Linked DNA regions of Zea mays: region 2 is linked to region 1. Evidence: chromatin contacts called from public Hi-C data. All regions are on one chromosome and are shown on one strand. The core of a region is the stretch at or near the end of the contact, and the rest is flanking DNA. Distances in the headings are between cores, read along the strand shown. Region 1 holds the start of LOC100284974 (clathrin assembly protein). Region 2 holds the start of LOC100273820.

Region 1 (2,948 bases), core at 42-2,541:
CGATCAAAGAATGCAGTTGAAAAGAATACAAGGAAGAAAAGGAAAGGTTCTTCTAATAACGGTAGTTATTCTCCCCATATCACTTCTTTTAGTAGTTTCAAATATATTTTAGGTTTTTTCTATTCAATCATACATAAAGTATTGTTGTTAATATTTGTACTCCTCCATATATGACATAGGAACAAATTCAAGGAAAATAGATCAAAATATGAGACCTGATCAGGATCCAGAACTGTTGAATGTAAGGCATAGTGGATAATGGAATTGCCATTTTTCAATAATTTGATTATCTGAATATTTTTCTAAACGGTTTTTACACAAACAACTTTGGATGAAAGTATTGGTGTTAATATGCCAGAACAACATGCTGTAACCAATAAGATGAATGCTGATTTTGAAACTACGGATGCTTTGTTGATGCAAGGAGGATATACAAGTCTTTTACTTGGAGTTGATTCGTATGATTTGGCTGCTCGAGAGCTACATTTTGATGCCTCAAATAATCGCACCACATGAGTAGTAGTCATCCATTTATAGTTTTTATGTAATCTGGAAGTGTAATACTCTAGTTGCACTGTTTTGGTGTCAACAGAAATGAGATATTTGAAAGCATTAATATAAATAGATTTGATCATTTCTAAAAGCGTAAATGGAATAGTTGATGTAATTTTAGTCATTTCATTTCCTTCAGTGTTGACACTTAACAATTTGTTGTCCAAAAAGTCTCAAACTTCTAGAGTGGATGCTAAAGCTACTAGCTGCATAACAACCCTGTTCCTCGAACCATTTCGTAACTGGAAAGAGGGAATTTCAACAGCAATTTAAGATGAAGCAACTTGGACAGATCAATATCCCCACGCCCTAGCCAGTTGGGGAGCACCGCCACAGCACCAACTGCCGCCGCCCAGAGCTATCCTCTCTCCCTCCCATCCCCTGCACTGGGATTAAAAGAACAGTTGAAGCTGCGGGAGAGAAACAGAACTTTAGCCGAAGCTAGCAGTAAGAGGCTAGCGAGCCGAAGCTAGCAAGAAGATAGTGGGCTATGGATGAGAACGGCTGGGTGTCTTGTTTATTTGAGATTTGTGAGGGATCAAACACGTGTCATCAATCGAAAGGAGCCTGCAGAAGCGCTGCTTTACAGACGGCTATAGCCAATTTTTTCCCCAATATATGGAATTCGGGTTCACGGGGCCATCCGGCCATGTAAAAAAAAAATGCTTGACCTGGCCCTCCACCGTCCACGCCTCCACTCCACTTATGCCCTCCTTTGTCTCCCCTCCGACCCCCCGTTACTGCCTCACACGTTCTTGGCGCATCGTTTCTCTTCCTGCCATCCCATGCCGTTCAGCTGTTAATTTCCTTGGCCTGACAACTTTGTTTCTTCGAGATTTCATCTCTGCCAGAAGTTCCAGCGGCCAAGAACGCTTGTGGCGTGGCGTGGAGCTGGCAACCGTCGTGGATTTGATCTTCCCTGGGCGCCTCGAGCATAGCGGCGCCGGGGAAGGCGGTGACGCCAGGTGGTGGCGCTGCGCCGGCGGTCAGAAGATGACGACGGCGCGGCAGTGGTGGCGGCGCGCAGCGGCGGCCGTCAAGGACAGGAGGAGCCTGTACCTGACGCGTGTGGTGGCGTTGCGGCCACGGCCAGTCTCCGGGGTGGCCACGCCCGCGCTGAGGAGCCCGAAGCTGGAGGCGGCCGTGATCCGCGCGACCAGCCACGACGAGCGATCCGTGGACCACGGGAGCGCGGCACGGGTGTTCGCACTGGCGCGCGCGTCGCCGCCGTCGCTTCAGCCGCTCATGTGGGCGCTAGCGCGCCGCGCACGGCGGACCCGGTGCTGGGCCGTGGCGCTTAAAGCGCTCGTGCTCGCGCATGGCCTGCTCCTGCGGTCCGACGTTGCGCCACGCGCGGCGCGCCTCGGCCGCGTCCCCTTTGACCTCGCCGACTTCCGCGACCGCTCGTCGCCGCCGTCCAAATCGTCGGGCTTCTCCGCCTTCGTGCGCGCCTACTTTCGCTTCCTCGACACTCGCTCCCTCTTCACCGCCCAGGAGCTAGACGCCGCCAACAGCGGCGAGGCCGACGGCGAGGACGCGCGGCTGGACAGCGTGACCAAGCTGCAGCACCTGCTGGACTTGCTCATGCAGATCCGGCCGTACGGGGACGGCGTGCAGCAGGGCCTCATTCTGGAGGCGATGGACTGCGTCGTCATCGAGATCTTCGAGGTCAACAGCCAAATATGCACGGGCATTGCCCGGTTCCTCGTCGCCGTTCTCGGGTCGGCCCCGACGACGCCACGGGCACGGCCGGGAGAGACGCTGGCGGCAGCGAGGCGGCGCAGGGGAGTGCAGGGGATGCGGGTGCTGAGGAAGGCCGCAGAGCAGAGCGCGCAGCTGTCGTCGTACTTGGAGCTGTGCCGGGACCTGGGCGTACTCAACGCCGCCGAGTTTCCGGCCGTGGAGCGTGTCTCGGACGATGACATCAGGGACCTCGAGAAGATCATCATGAACCACGTCGTCGAAGAACGCGGCAAGGACGTGGAGAAAGAAACGAAGGCGCTTGTCGCCGTGGAGGAAACCCGACTAGCTTCCAAGACAGTGGTGACAAAAGAGTGGGTGGTGTTCGACGACGACGACAATGACGCCGCCGGCGCCAGGCCGAGGTCTTTAGGTAGTTACATGAATCCGTTCATGGCCGCGCCTTGGGACACCGTAGCGTGTAGCAGAGACTTATTGGTTTAGCGTGTGTTTGGTAGCTGAGATGGAAATTGGAGCGCCATCTGATCCGTCGGACTTTTAGCCAAAAATTACTCGAAATTTGTCGTCTATGGATTTGACCTACTACTTTGTATTATCATTATTTGGATTATTGAGTTGAGAATCCTTGTAAATATATATGTCGTACTTGGGACTTGGGAGATGATTGTGAATCGCTCCCTAAGCACTAGTTTTAG
Region 2 (3,095 bases), core at 512-3,011, 170 kb after region 1:
CTCGTCGAGGCGTCATCCGAAACAGAACTGCTTCACCCTATTTTTTTTGTGAGTATAGTTTCTCTAGGATATAGTAGAGTCATGCTAAACACCCTCTTAGAGTGATTTTTCTATGGGTTTAAAAATCTTATAAATTATCTACATATTTGTGGACTAAAAATGGACAAAAAATAAACTACTCTAAATTAAGGGATATTAGTAACTTTAACGGTTTTAAAAGTTTTGGTGTAAGATATTTGGTTTTGGATTTTTTTGAACCGAGGATATCCCATTTCTTTTATTTTCATAACATAAATACAATCGAAGTCACGCGCCACCTGAAAAAATCACAAGGAGCAATCTGAGACGGAGGACATCGTTCAAAATCACTCCCAGCGTTTTCTCAGCTAAAGTACCCTCTGAATCATTCAGAGATGAATACTATAACTGCATGCGTCCAAGTTTGCATCCAAGTTTGCAGGATTACAACCTCACACATGAGACAAAAGTCAAGTTCATGACAGCCAGGAAACCACCAGCGCAGGGGCCAACATCAACAAAGACAAACAAAACAACACTAAATATAACTTCTGGACTCAACGGCACCAGATCACAAGAGCTCACACCAAACACCATCTTCAACTCCTATTTTCTTCTGAACTGCATCCTCTTCTTCATCTCCCTCAGAAACCTCATGTTTCTGGTTGTCCTCCGGATCATCAAGCTTGAAACTGGCTGCCCTAACCAGCAGTTGAGCACCCCCTCCCGAATCAAGTCCTGGAGCTCTTTCTTTCTTAAACCTGCCCAAACGTTCATCAGAGCACAAGCATGACAAATGATGTCTTTAGGAGAATTAATAAGAATCTTTTCAAAGCACAATTTATTTCTTGCTTTCCAAACTGCCCAGCAAATAGCTGCCACACCTATGATGTGAATATTTTTCAAATCAGTAGCATAATTGTCCAACCAATTACAACATCGAGTTATATTATTAGGAACAATACAAGTGTTAGAGAAATTCACAACAACACCCCAAATCACCCTAGTAACCGAGCAGCAAAAAAAAGTTGATCAATCGATTCAGGCTGGTTACAGAAACAACAGGACAAGTCTCCAATCCACCCCTTCTTTGCCATATTATTTTTAGTTAACAACAAATTGTTTTCAAGTAACCACACAAACATTTTAATATTTGGCAGGATTTTTTGCTTTCCATACATGTTTCATGCTAGTACCATAAGTATAGTTATGATTCACAATGTGAGTATAAAGGGATTTGACACTCAATGACTTCAGGATCATTGTGGAAATTAAACTGCATATGTCTTCCCACTTAATTCTGCAATCTTCATATAACCATCTTCTAAAGCTCATTTGCCAACCATTTTCATCAGGATTTGGTTTTGGAATTGATGAAATAAAACTAGACAATGACGATAATCAAGAGAGAGAAAATGATTTTTTGGATTAAAACAGCCCGCATTGACACAGACAGAGGCAGGCCGACAGGTAGTGCCGAAATGTGTCTGCGTCGGCCCACACGAAAAACTGGATCGTCAAAAAAAGCTAGCGCTCCCGCCTCTAGCCTCTCTCGCGAGTCGCCAGTAGCAGTGGGCGCAGCCGCCCCGGCCCGGCCCGCCAAGCGGCAGGCGCCAACTCAAAAAAGGTAGTCCGAAACCTCCCGCCACAACCACCCAAGGTTTCGACTTTCGAGTTCGAATGCCCAGAGCAGGCAACGAAATCCCCCCGGAACGGCGGCGGCTCTCCCCACTCCTTTTAAATTTCGAAACCCACCACCATCCCAGCAAACACAAATCGCGCACGCTCCCCAGTCCCCACACTCCCCATCCAATCCGCGCACACCAAGCCCCCAATCTCGGCCGCCACTCGCTGACTAGCTGCTCCGGCAACAGTCCCCCCCGAGGTACGAGGGTGCGACCGCGGCATGGACACGCTCCCAGAAGGCGTCGTGCAGCACATCCTCTCGCAGCTCAGCAACGCCCGCGACGTGGCCGGCTGCGCCGCCGTCGCCCGCTGCTGGCGCGACTGTGTGGCCTTCCTTCCGTCGCTCTATTTTCCGCGGGGCGCCTTTGAGGCCTTGGCCGGCGGACCGGCGTCGGCCGTGGCCTTCGCCGACGACGCCATCGGTCGGATGGTCGACGCCGCCGCGCGCCTCGAGGAGCTCGTCGTGTACTGCCCCTTCTCCGCGTCCCTGCTCCCGCACTGGCTCGCGGCGCGGGCCGCCACGCTGCGCGTGCTCGAGCTACGGATGGACTCCGCCGCCGCTGACAAGTCGGGGCACCTGAATCTCGATTCTATCGGGGTGGCCGCGGGCCTCGAGGAGCTCAGGCTGTGGGGGCTCACGATGACGCGCGCCCCCGCGTGGGGCCGGATGGAGCGGCTCCGCGTGCTGGAGATCGTCAGCGCCATCCTGGTAGACGCAGCGGTCAACGACGTCCTCGCCGCCTGCCCCAACCTCACCGACCTCTCGCTGCTCGGGTGCCAGTGCGACGGAGAGGCGGTCATCTCGCTAGCCTCGCTCGAGCGGTGCCGGCTCGACTTCCTCGGCTCTGGCAACTCCTCTCTCAGGTTCGCCGCGCCCCGCGTCGAGTCCCTTGAGGTCCAGGGTTTCTCATTTATCTATCTGCAAGGTGGCAACCGTCTCAAACATCTCACAATCTCCAAGAACACTGGTATGTTCCGGTCTTCCGAAGGGCTCTTTTGCGTTCCCTTGCAAAACAGATTTGGTCCCTTTCACATTGCCTGATGGTTAATATACCAAAAATGGATATTTTAGGTAGTGTGCATCATGTCGAGATGGGGAAGCTCCCGGAGCTGGACCAGCTCTCGCTGCGCGGCGTCCAGTGGAGCTGGGGCGCCATCAGCTCGGTGCTGCAGTGCGCTAGCGAGGTGAAGCACCTGGTGATGAAGGTCGAATTCTCCGGTGATTATGACACGCTGCAGCCGTTTCCGGAGATCGACCTCGTCGAATTCTTCAACAGCCACCCGAAGCTTCGCAAGTTCGAGGTCCACGGCGCCATGTTCGCGGCGCTGAGTCAGGAAAACAGCCTGAAGAATGTAAGCCATGTCATACAGCTTCTATGCTTGCAATATTT

Evidence for each region. A called contact is a pair of places that touch in the nucleus more often than the background predicts.
Region 2: a contact with region 1 is called in a Hi-C map of endosperm, with 2.7 times the contacts expected there. The contact joins the promoter of LOC100273820 here to the promoter of LOC100284974 in region 1. A contact is called at or near these places in 4 of 25 Hi-C or Micro-C datasets (bundle sheath, ear, endosperm and 1 more).

Annotation. Positions count from the first base shown.
Region 1 is chr1:202,908,594-202,911,541 of Zm-B73-REFERENCE-NAM-5.0, forward strand. It overlaps LOC100284974 (clathrin assembly protein), which reads left to right and starts at 1,292. Exons shown (of 1, transcript NM_001157869.1): 1 at 1,292-2,851. The coding sequence starts at 1,546. The coding sequence ends at 2,736.
Region 2 is chr1:203,082,301-203,085,395 of Zm-B73-REFERENCE-NAM-5.0, forward strand. LOC100273820 reads left to right here and starts at 1,762. Exons shown (of 3, transcript NM_001353582.1): 1 at 1,762-2,672; 2 at 2,777-3,057. The coding sequence starts at 1,925.